Linked DNA regions of Arachis hypogaea: region 1 is linked to region 2. Evidence: chromatin contacts called from public Hi-C data. All regions are on one chromosome and are shown on one strand. Each heading gives the region's core, a stretch centred on a gene start, on an enhancer-like site or on the middle of the called end of the contact. The rest is flanking DNA. Distances are from core to core; before and after follow the strand shown. Region 1 holds the start of LOC112701793. Region 2 overlaps LOC112701777.

Region 1 (4,868 bases), core at 548-3,047, 34 kb before region 2:
GAGTACACATGTGCCGTCGCTCGCCAGCTGCTGTAGTCCACCGGGAACTCGTACGAGTACATGTAGTGCTTAAGCTCAAGGTGCATCAATGGAGGGATTCCATCACACCATTGCAAAAGCTTCAGTGTCTGTGGGCTTGGAATCTCGTCTGTATCAGCCATTATAAGAATGTCTCCATTGGATATCCCTGCTCGCCGGATCAACGAATTCATGGCCGCGCGTTGTCTTCCCTCCAGCAGAAATGGGTCCTCATATGATCCTTGCACTGCAAGTTTTCCCGGGAAGGTGCCATGGACAGTCTTTTCTTTGGCGAAGGCGAATCTTTCTCTGTTTAATTCAAAGTAATGAGGCTTTGGAATGCCTGTGAATGTGGTGTTGGACTCGAGGATGATGAATTTGGAGACATAAGGTTGAAGCTCGTGCCATCTTATATCAAGCATGTCTAATTCATTGCTGAATATGATAGCATCGAAGACGCGGCGCGGGTGGGATCGAAGGGACCAACCGTGGAGATGGCAGAGGTGATCCATGGTTACATTTTCAGCATAGTAGTGAGGTATGCGTGTGAAGGGTTTAGGGGGATTGTCCCATAAGGGTCTGAAGAAATAAGAAATCTTTCTACCATGGAATACAATCCCTAATACACATAATGACACCAATAATGCTAGCAACACACAATAATGGACCCTTTTTACTTTGTATTTAGAACCAGAACTCAATCGATTTTTATTTGCCATTGGATTTGTATGTTCACCTACAAAATAATGCCAACAGCATTCATCAACAACTAATTAATGAAAAATAAAACTGAGCTACAGGAGATAATCTACATAACAAATCATTATAATAGAAACCAAAATAATTAATGAAAAATCGTCCATTTCTATTTTTGTGTACCTAAAATTGGAACAACCTAATGGAGATACATAACAACTATTAAACTACTCAAAATACATTAATTCAGATTTTATCAACAACATCAACAAAATCAATTGTTCCCCTAATAAAGAGGAACAAGAATGAAAACTTACCGACCTATTTAGAAAGAACGAATTTTTTTTCCAGATTCGGGAAGCAAGGTTGAAGTGGGAGAGATGGAACAGAAAGGACCAAAAAGGAGAATGAAAGAGAGTTGAGGGAACCTCCAAGGAATCTTAACAATGGATTCTGTCCCCTCACAGAAACGAACGGATTCACAATAATAAAAAAAAAATTGATAGATATGGCTTTTCGAACTTTGAAAGAGGTATAAGAAAGAGGAAGAAGAAGAAGAGAAACACCGTGAGGGTGAGAGACAAGGTAGCTCTTTCTTTCTCTTTCTCTCTCTGTATCTAGTTAAGTAAAGCATGTTGTTAGCGAGGTTAATGTTACGTTGACAAGTGACAACAACATAATAAGCATGTTAAGCATTCTTAACTACTATGCACTTTCTGAATATGCACCACATGAAGGTGATGACGTGTCACAACGCTAAACGTCGCTTCGGCGGTGAAGCGGCCAGACCCTGCGCCTTCTCCGTCGCGTTAACAATTCATTAATCACTATTTTCTTTGGATCCCTCAACTTCATCTACACTTCATTAAATTACTACTATCTATTATCTAAACTAATTAAATTACCATGAAAGTAATAAAGTAATCATAACCATGCATTTTGTATTCAAATAAAATAGGTAAATTACCTTTTGTACGAAGACCAATCCTGCTGCAAAGTGCAAACTATCAATGCCTGTCTCACTTAATTAAGAAACATTTTGCAACTTCTTCGTATTTCTTCTCTATTCTATAAGAATTACTTATTTTTCTTTGTTGGTGTTTCCTATATATAGAGGGAGTATGCTGTTTATCTTATCTTATTTTAAATTAAATTAAATCATATATATCTGAATTGGGAAATAGATTTAGCTAATCTTATCTTGTTTTAAAATTTAATAAATTTGAAATTCATGGTGGAATAACTAAGTATTTTCAATTATATTATTATTATTATTATTATTATTCTAGTGTTGACAAACAATACAAGAATATATTTGAATTAAAATAATTATTACTTTTTATCAAATTAAATTATATTAAATTAGTTATACTACATTTATTGCATCTTGTATTTCCTTCTTCACTTCTTGACTTCTTTATAGTCCACGCCAATTCAATGTGCAGTAAACTCCATCTTTATTTATTTTAATCATCTTTCCAGAATTAATATATAATATGAAAAATAATTAAGTGTCTTGTTTATTTTTCTTAATATTTAAATATATTATTTTTTTAAAATATTAAAAAGATAAAAAATTCAAAAAAAAATTATTTATAAATTAAAAAAATAATTAAAAAGATGAATTAGAATTCTAAATACTCAACTTCTAATGATTAATCTATCATATTCCTTAGGGTAAACTATAATCAATTCAAATCAACAACTAATAATTAATAAGATCTAAAACAAAATGTGACGGTGCCAACAATTTTTTTTTTTGTTGAACTGGCATTAGTAGATTTTTTTTAAGGCAAAAGAAACACAAAAAAAAAACTAAAATAAAATAGACATATCTAATGTGAACGCGAATCAAATTGGATTGGTTATGGTCAAAATCTCAATTCGATCTGCACTAAAATCATTAGATATAATATCCACATGTTTTAAGAGTAGATCCGATCCGATCTGTACATTTGCGAATCGGTTCGTGTATCGGATATATCCGCAAAATATAAAAAAAAATTTAAAAGCTTATTTTTATTTAAAAAACTTAATAAAGTCCTTTTTTCTATTTTTTTTAAACATGTTTACTCTTAAAATAATATTAAATATACTTTTTTAAAATAATAAAAATAAAATAATACAAAATATATGATAATTATTAGTTAAAATAAAACATAAAAAATTACTTATTTATTTATTTATTTTTGCGAATCCATGGATATGTGGATCGAATATGCGGATACATACAAAAATTTCGCAATCCAATTCTATTAGTGTGCGAATCGGATCTATATCCATAATTTTCGCATTGGATTCGAATAAACACCGCAGATATATGGATCGGATTGGATCCATGAACAGTTGAACACCCATAGACATATCCTTTGCTAAAAACTCAACCAAATCCTACTGGGCAACAACCACTTCATATAAGAAATATTGCAACGCACGGCAGTTTTCGCCATGTAATCTACTGCTGCATTCGCAGTCAGTTGGATTAGAGTCAAATCCACAGTCCAGGATCTGTTACATAGTTTTTGGATCTTGACGGTGAGATTAAGATAAATTCCCGAAGAGTTTTGAACAATAGCATGATACGCATCGATGTAATCCGTCTAACAAATGACCTCTTTAAATCCATAATTTCAAGTCGAACAGAGATCACACAATATGGCAAAAAGCTCACTTCTAACAATATTGACCTCAAGAAAAAATACCTGAACAATCCTTAATCCATTTACGTAAGTGATCTTTATGAATGCACTCAAAATCAACCACATGCCGAAAAATCAAAACACTAGCATCACAATTCAATTTAATCATTGAATTAAGAGGAGAAATTAAAGAAAAGGAAGGAGAATTCGATTTTGCATTCCCATAAAAACAGACATGGCACCAAATTCCTTAGCTACATCTTTAATTAGAAGAATTATCTTAAAAGTATTTCAGGCATCATCATCCTTAAAAACATCATTGTTGCGATCATGCTAAATCCACCAAATTGCCGCGGAAAATAAGCAATTGCTAGCATAAAGGTTAAACTTGGCCCAACTATGAAAATTTCTGCCAATGCCATCTATGTTTCGTCCAATTCCCAAGGCATGCCAAATAGCTTGGACTTTAATGCAATCTATGAAGCAATGCAAGACATCTTCTTCCACCAGGTTGCACAAGGGAAGATTGGAGAGACAGCTAAGCCTCTACGGCAACGGAATCGACTGGATGGCACGACATTTTAAATCCCGAGCCACAAGACAAAACTAGTCGAATAGAAGTTAGCCTGATTTTAAAGTCATTATCAATAGGAGTGAACAATACTCTCTAATTCCAGTGATCGTGGGACACACATCCTTCACCCTCAAATTGTGTTCGTAATATGAACAAAAAGAACAAAAGCAATAAGATAACCATCCGGGTGCCACTTTCCAAACCAAAAGGATTGAGAAAGACTATCGGTGTTTCAAGAAAACCTCTCTTGTATCTTGATCTTAGTTTTTATGATGTCACGCTAAATACCCAAGACACTAATAAAATTCCTGCTCTCCATAAGAACATCCTGACCATATTTAGCCTTCAAGACCCGAACCCAGAGCTTATTAAGACTATGAAGATATTGCCACAAAAGCTTGCCCATTAAAGTCAGACTTATGCATTTCGTATCTCTAATACTTAGGCCATCAAACTTACGAAGAGTAATAACTATCTTTCACTTGACCAGTTTAAGGCATCGCTCATCAACTTGCTCCTTCCACAAGAAAGACCTTGTGATAGCATTAGCTTTTATGCACACAAAAGAAAAAAAAAAGAGAGACTTACGTATGATAAATAGATAAAGCAGAAGTAATAGATTTAATCAAACATAATCTATCAATTCTGTTAAAAAGGTCTACCTTTTCAGTTTGTCAATCTGGACTTAACATGGGGCAAAGTTTTCACAAAGAAGGTTCTAAAAAAACGTGAATGTCTAATGTTAACGCCTACATAATTTTCTTTGTTAAATTGACATCGGTGAATATTATTTGATCGCAGCGTAACATATATTAAAACAATCCGATACATACTTGCATACACAAAAATGACAAATAAAAAAATTAAAAAAATAATATATAAATTTTAATTGAGTAATACTATAGGCCAGCATAATTTATTATTTTTAATCTGTAGTTAGT
Region 2 (4,602 bases), core at 8-2,507:
TATCATAAAAAATATTTTTCTTTAATTAAATAGCCATGTTTTAAGAAAATTACAAACAGTGAGCACCACCATTAGTTCACATAAGAAGTGAAACAAAAGCTATAGATTTAAAAAGTGTGGAGTAATAGCTTGTCACTTTCATTGTCACTTGGATATTGGAATAGCAATGCAAGTTGCATATAGTGCACACGTGAGGAAGTGAAACAAAATGGACCAGGCACGACTCAACCGTGGCCATGCATATGCTTGTATTGAGTTTTGGAGTTTTTTTTAATAGTTTTAAATATATTTTTTTATTTTTTTTATGTTTTGAAAAATAACATACAAAACTTAATAAAAATTATCTAAAATAATATAAAAAAATTCTAAAACCTAACAAAAAAAATTCAAAATCGTTAAAAAGAACATTCAAAATTATAAAAAATATCTAAAATTTCTAAAATTTAAACATCTAAAATCTAAAGGTATTGTTTATTTTTATTTACTTTTTAATGTACATTTCTAGAAAAAATATCTGAAACCTCTAAACTTTAAACATCCAAAAGTTAGGCATAAAAAATTATCCAAAATGATGTATTCGTTTTTAATAGTTTGTTTTTATTTATTTTTAATTGTACATTCCTAAAAAATATTTGAAATCTCTAAAATTTAAATATATGAAATCCAGGAATAAGAAATATCTAAAATTATGTTTCTTGTTAATAGTTTACTTTTATTTACTTTTAATTGTACATCCTCAAAAAAATATTCGAAACTTTTAAAATTTAAACATTTGAAATACAGGTATAAGAAATATTCGAAAGCAAAGCGGCTTTTTTTTTATCATAATTAGAAGAGTTTTTATTGTGTTTAAATTTTAGAATTTTTATTATTAGGTTTTGAAAATTCTTGTACAATGATTTTAGATGCTTTTTATTTTTATTATATTTTGGATGTTTTTTCAATTGATTTTGGATAATTTTTTTGGTTTATTTAGAGCTCAACTAATAATTGGTTATTGTTTGTTGATAGTCCAATTGATAACCTAGCATGATTGTATATTAAAATGGAGCAGGAAAAGGTTGAGGAGTATTATCCGAATTCCAAATGGATTGAATAAGATGTATCGAATTGCATGATGGAGTTTATTGCTAGGAATGAACGGACAAAGGGCCTAGGGGGTGGACAATTATGTCCATGAACCAACACAGCACAAGCCCACATGGCTCATGGATATGGACCGCTTCAAGATCATAACATTTCAACCACCAAACAAAACATTATTAGCAGCATCATTTCTGCATGCATGCAAGCGTTGTGGGCAGTGGGCACACTTCATTCCTCGTTCCACAAGTGTGTGGTCATAGTAAGAACTAAGAAGCAAATTAAAATAAAGGTTTTTCAATCGAATAATTATTAATTAATATTACTATAACTTCATTTCAGTGTGTGATTATAGTAAGAAACGAGCAATGTATATTATTTTTGGTTGTGCATGCTGTATGTGGTTTTTCACTCACAAGTCACAAAGTCAAAAGTGAATGTTCTTTTATTGTGCAATATGTATAAGAAAACTTGAAATTGTGTGTTGACAATATTGGATTAAGAGGCCAAATTAAAATCACATGAAGAGAGACGCGACAACGTAACAATGAAGAAGCACTGATTTTCGATCTGTTTCTTTTATTTGATGTAATGGGTTAGGTGAATTTGGAAGTAGCAAACCCATTCATGTATGTGCAATGCAAATTGCATATACTGATTCTGGGCCTGAACGTGAGGTTCAGACTTTTTTTGAGGCTGCGTTGTTCTTACGTCGATGTGCTGCCGGCCGAGTATTTTTCGTGAGAAGGTGGGGGTGGTACCTGCGATGCTTAAGTAAGGATTTTTGACAGGTCTTAGTAGATTAGAATATAAATTATACTTGAGAGGTGTCAATGTATTTATAATAGAATTGATAACTACCAAGGATAATTTCATCTTTATTGATGGATAACTATTTTTTTTTTTTTATCTTAGGAGTATATTGGAATTTATCTTTTTGAAAATATGAGAATAATAAGAGATTCACGGGACTAGTTAGTAATTACTTGCTTCAGCAAATAGAGCTAGTTTCTTTCGCTGGCATTTGACATCTCCAAGGAGGTCGGGTATGGGTTGGATATCCTCTCCTTGGTTTAAGCTTTTTATTCTTACTGGGTTGACTTTTATCAATTTGAGCCCGTGTATGAACACTGCCTCAAATGCTTTGTCTCTACTCTCTAACATCCGCGTCTTTGGGATCCTTAATCATTCCTTTAATTTTATCCAGCTATTCTTAAGTTTAGATTCTATTGCTCCCAGTGTGTTTAGACTTTAGAAAAAAAGAAACCCTTACTTTATCAGTTAATCCATTGGCTTCTAATATAATTTATCCTTACAAGACATTTGAAATTACCAAATATCGGTCAATTTAGTTTCTTAATTTAATTTTAGAGACCATGCGGATATAGATGAATGATTTTGTAATGTCTAAGTTCAAATTAACAATTAGAAATATAAAATCACATTAAAAACATTAAAGAGGGAGCCTAACCATTTTGATATATAAATAATAATCATCTTATTTTGATAAAATTATTTACTTTATTTTTTTAGTTAGTAATGTCTGTTTGCCAACTTGCCAAAATGCCAAGTAACATGAGAACTACTTAGTTTTTACCCCCTTTTGGGTGAGAAGATAATAATACTTTTAGAGGATTCAAAATCTTGAAAGTGAAATAAATGGAGCGTTGAACTCCTCGTGAAGACCTAGACAACACGACTGTTGTTTCTGAAAATTCGGGTCATTAAGAATACACAGAATACTTTACATGGCAGACCCGGTATTAAATGCAGCTAAGCACGTCACATTTGTTTATTAGATGCATCCCAGACTATTGTCTTGCGTGAATCATGTTAACAAGGACATGGCAAAGATTTTTGAATATTGAAAGTTATATTTAATTAACATGTTAATTCCTTTAAAGTTCGTTTTGTTCGCAAGTGCAAATTAGTGAATTACCAAACGATGCGCTTTGACACGAAGCCGAAGGTGCAAGGGGAATTAACAGGTGTCTTATTTATGTTAACACCGTATTTAACCAAATTAGGGAAATACACAATATTCATGTATGACTAAAGAAAATTGATAGATAAGTTATTTACAGAACTTCGTCATCTAGCTGGTTATAGAAAGAACCGTCATCAATGGGCATGGATGGTGGGGTTCCAGGCGGTATACAAGCTTCACCGTTCTCGCCGGCACATATGCAGAGAGCCTCGGCATCCCTGAGGGTTGCATCGAGGTCAATTTGACCGCTAAGCTCATTTATAAACTTGAGAAGGTTGTCGAAGTCCATTCCTTCCCACATTATCTTATTACGGTGTTGTTTCAAGAGAGCCACACAGACATAAAGGTGCAGATGCTCAGATGGATAGTGTGTCCACAACACTTCCCACAACCGCATTATTTTTTCGAACTCAAACTCCCTGAAATGTTAATCAATATTAATTAGATTAGATTAGTTTAGTTGTCTAAATAGCTGTTGTACACACACATTAGCAAAATCAAGGCATGTCAGAAACACTAAACTTCAACGACGTTTAGTTTGTATCAAGGTGGAAAAACATTTCTAGTGTCTTGTGTTCCAAAAACGAGTGAACTATGACAAACATAGCATTTCAGGGGAACTAACCTTTTAAATTGGATCAAAATCCAACGAAAACAGAAGAAATAATTCAAGCAGTCGTGCTGCTTGAAATAGTTATGCAATGGACAATCCAGTAGCTCCACCAACTACAGGGAAATAAAAAAACCTAATGTTAGGAACCACAAACGATAGCAAAAGCAATATATCTCACTACCAGAGTTCCCCACAAAGCTGCAGACTGGTTACCCAGGCACAGGAAAATTACGGCTTTAGTTCCGGTTGATGAAGCCATCAAAGCCAAGATGCATCAGCATAGTAGCTAATGCAGAAAATTGAAATTAAAGATGAATGCTAAAGTAATTAGTGCCAAACAAATCATTCTGCCATACTAGAATGCATGCTTGAAAGATCCTATGGGAAGTGATGTTATATCAATTTTCTCATATTGACCCTGGAAGGGCACTTTTGGAATAATATTGAAAAAAGTTTATTAATAGAATTTAGGAATAATTGCAAGGTAGCTACATAGAAAAGCTGATCAAAGGCACTATCACAAGTTCACAACCTTTTTTCTATGTTCTAGATCATTGGAAAATCATAAGTAATAACACTTCCAATTTGAGATACACACGTCACTATATCATTTAAGCACAACGTCATACAGGTGCACTATAAGATGAAAGCCAAATCAGCTTCTGTATTCATGTGTTAAAATAATAAAAGGGCCAGGTCATTGGGGCAAATTGAGTGTGAATCAACCGACAAATGTATGACAAGCAATCCTTAAATAATTAGGAATAAGGATGTGTTGCTTGTTAAAAAAAAGGAGAGAGAGAGAGAGAGAGAGAGAGAGAGAGAGAGAGAGAGAGAGAGAGACCTTAGATAATGCAAAAAGTTGAGAGTGCATGCCATTTTGGTCACGATTAAAGTTCGGTCCAAGACGCTCCAGTAG

What was found. Hi-C and Micro-C count contacts between places; a contact is called where the count stands out from the background.
Region 1: a Hi-C map of leaf shows a contact between it and region 2, with 5 times the contacts expected there. The contact joins the promoter of LOC112701793 here to the enhancer-like site in region 2. A contact is called at or near these places in 3 of 8 Hi-C or Micro-C datasets (leaf and an unstated tissue).

The regions. Positions count from the first base shown.
Region 1 is chr1:98,877,183-98,882,050 of arahy.Tifrunner.gnm2.J5K5, reverse strand. LOC112701793 reads right to left here and starts at 1,797. Exons shown (of 2, transcript XM_025752569.2): 1 at 1,682-1,797; 2 at 1-754. The coding sequence starts at 737.
Region 2 is chr1:98,843,201-98,847,802 of arahy.Tifrunner.gnm2.J5K5, reverse strand. It overlaps LOC112701777, which reads right to left. Exons shown (of 15, transcript XM_025752537.3): 13 at 4,528-4,602; 14 at 3,696-3,796; 15 at 3,054-3,489. The coding sequence ends at 3,162. Among protein-coding and RNA genes, the nearest start is that of LOC112701777, 6.6 kb to the right of the region's middle. Within about 2 kb of position 1,257, at least 3 of the 3 cell types and tissues checked have open chromatin away from gene starts, as enhancers often do.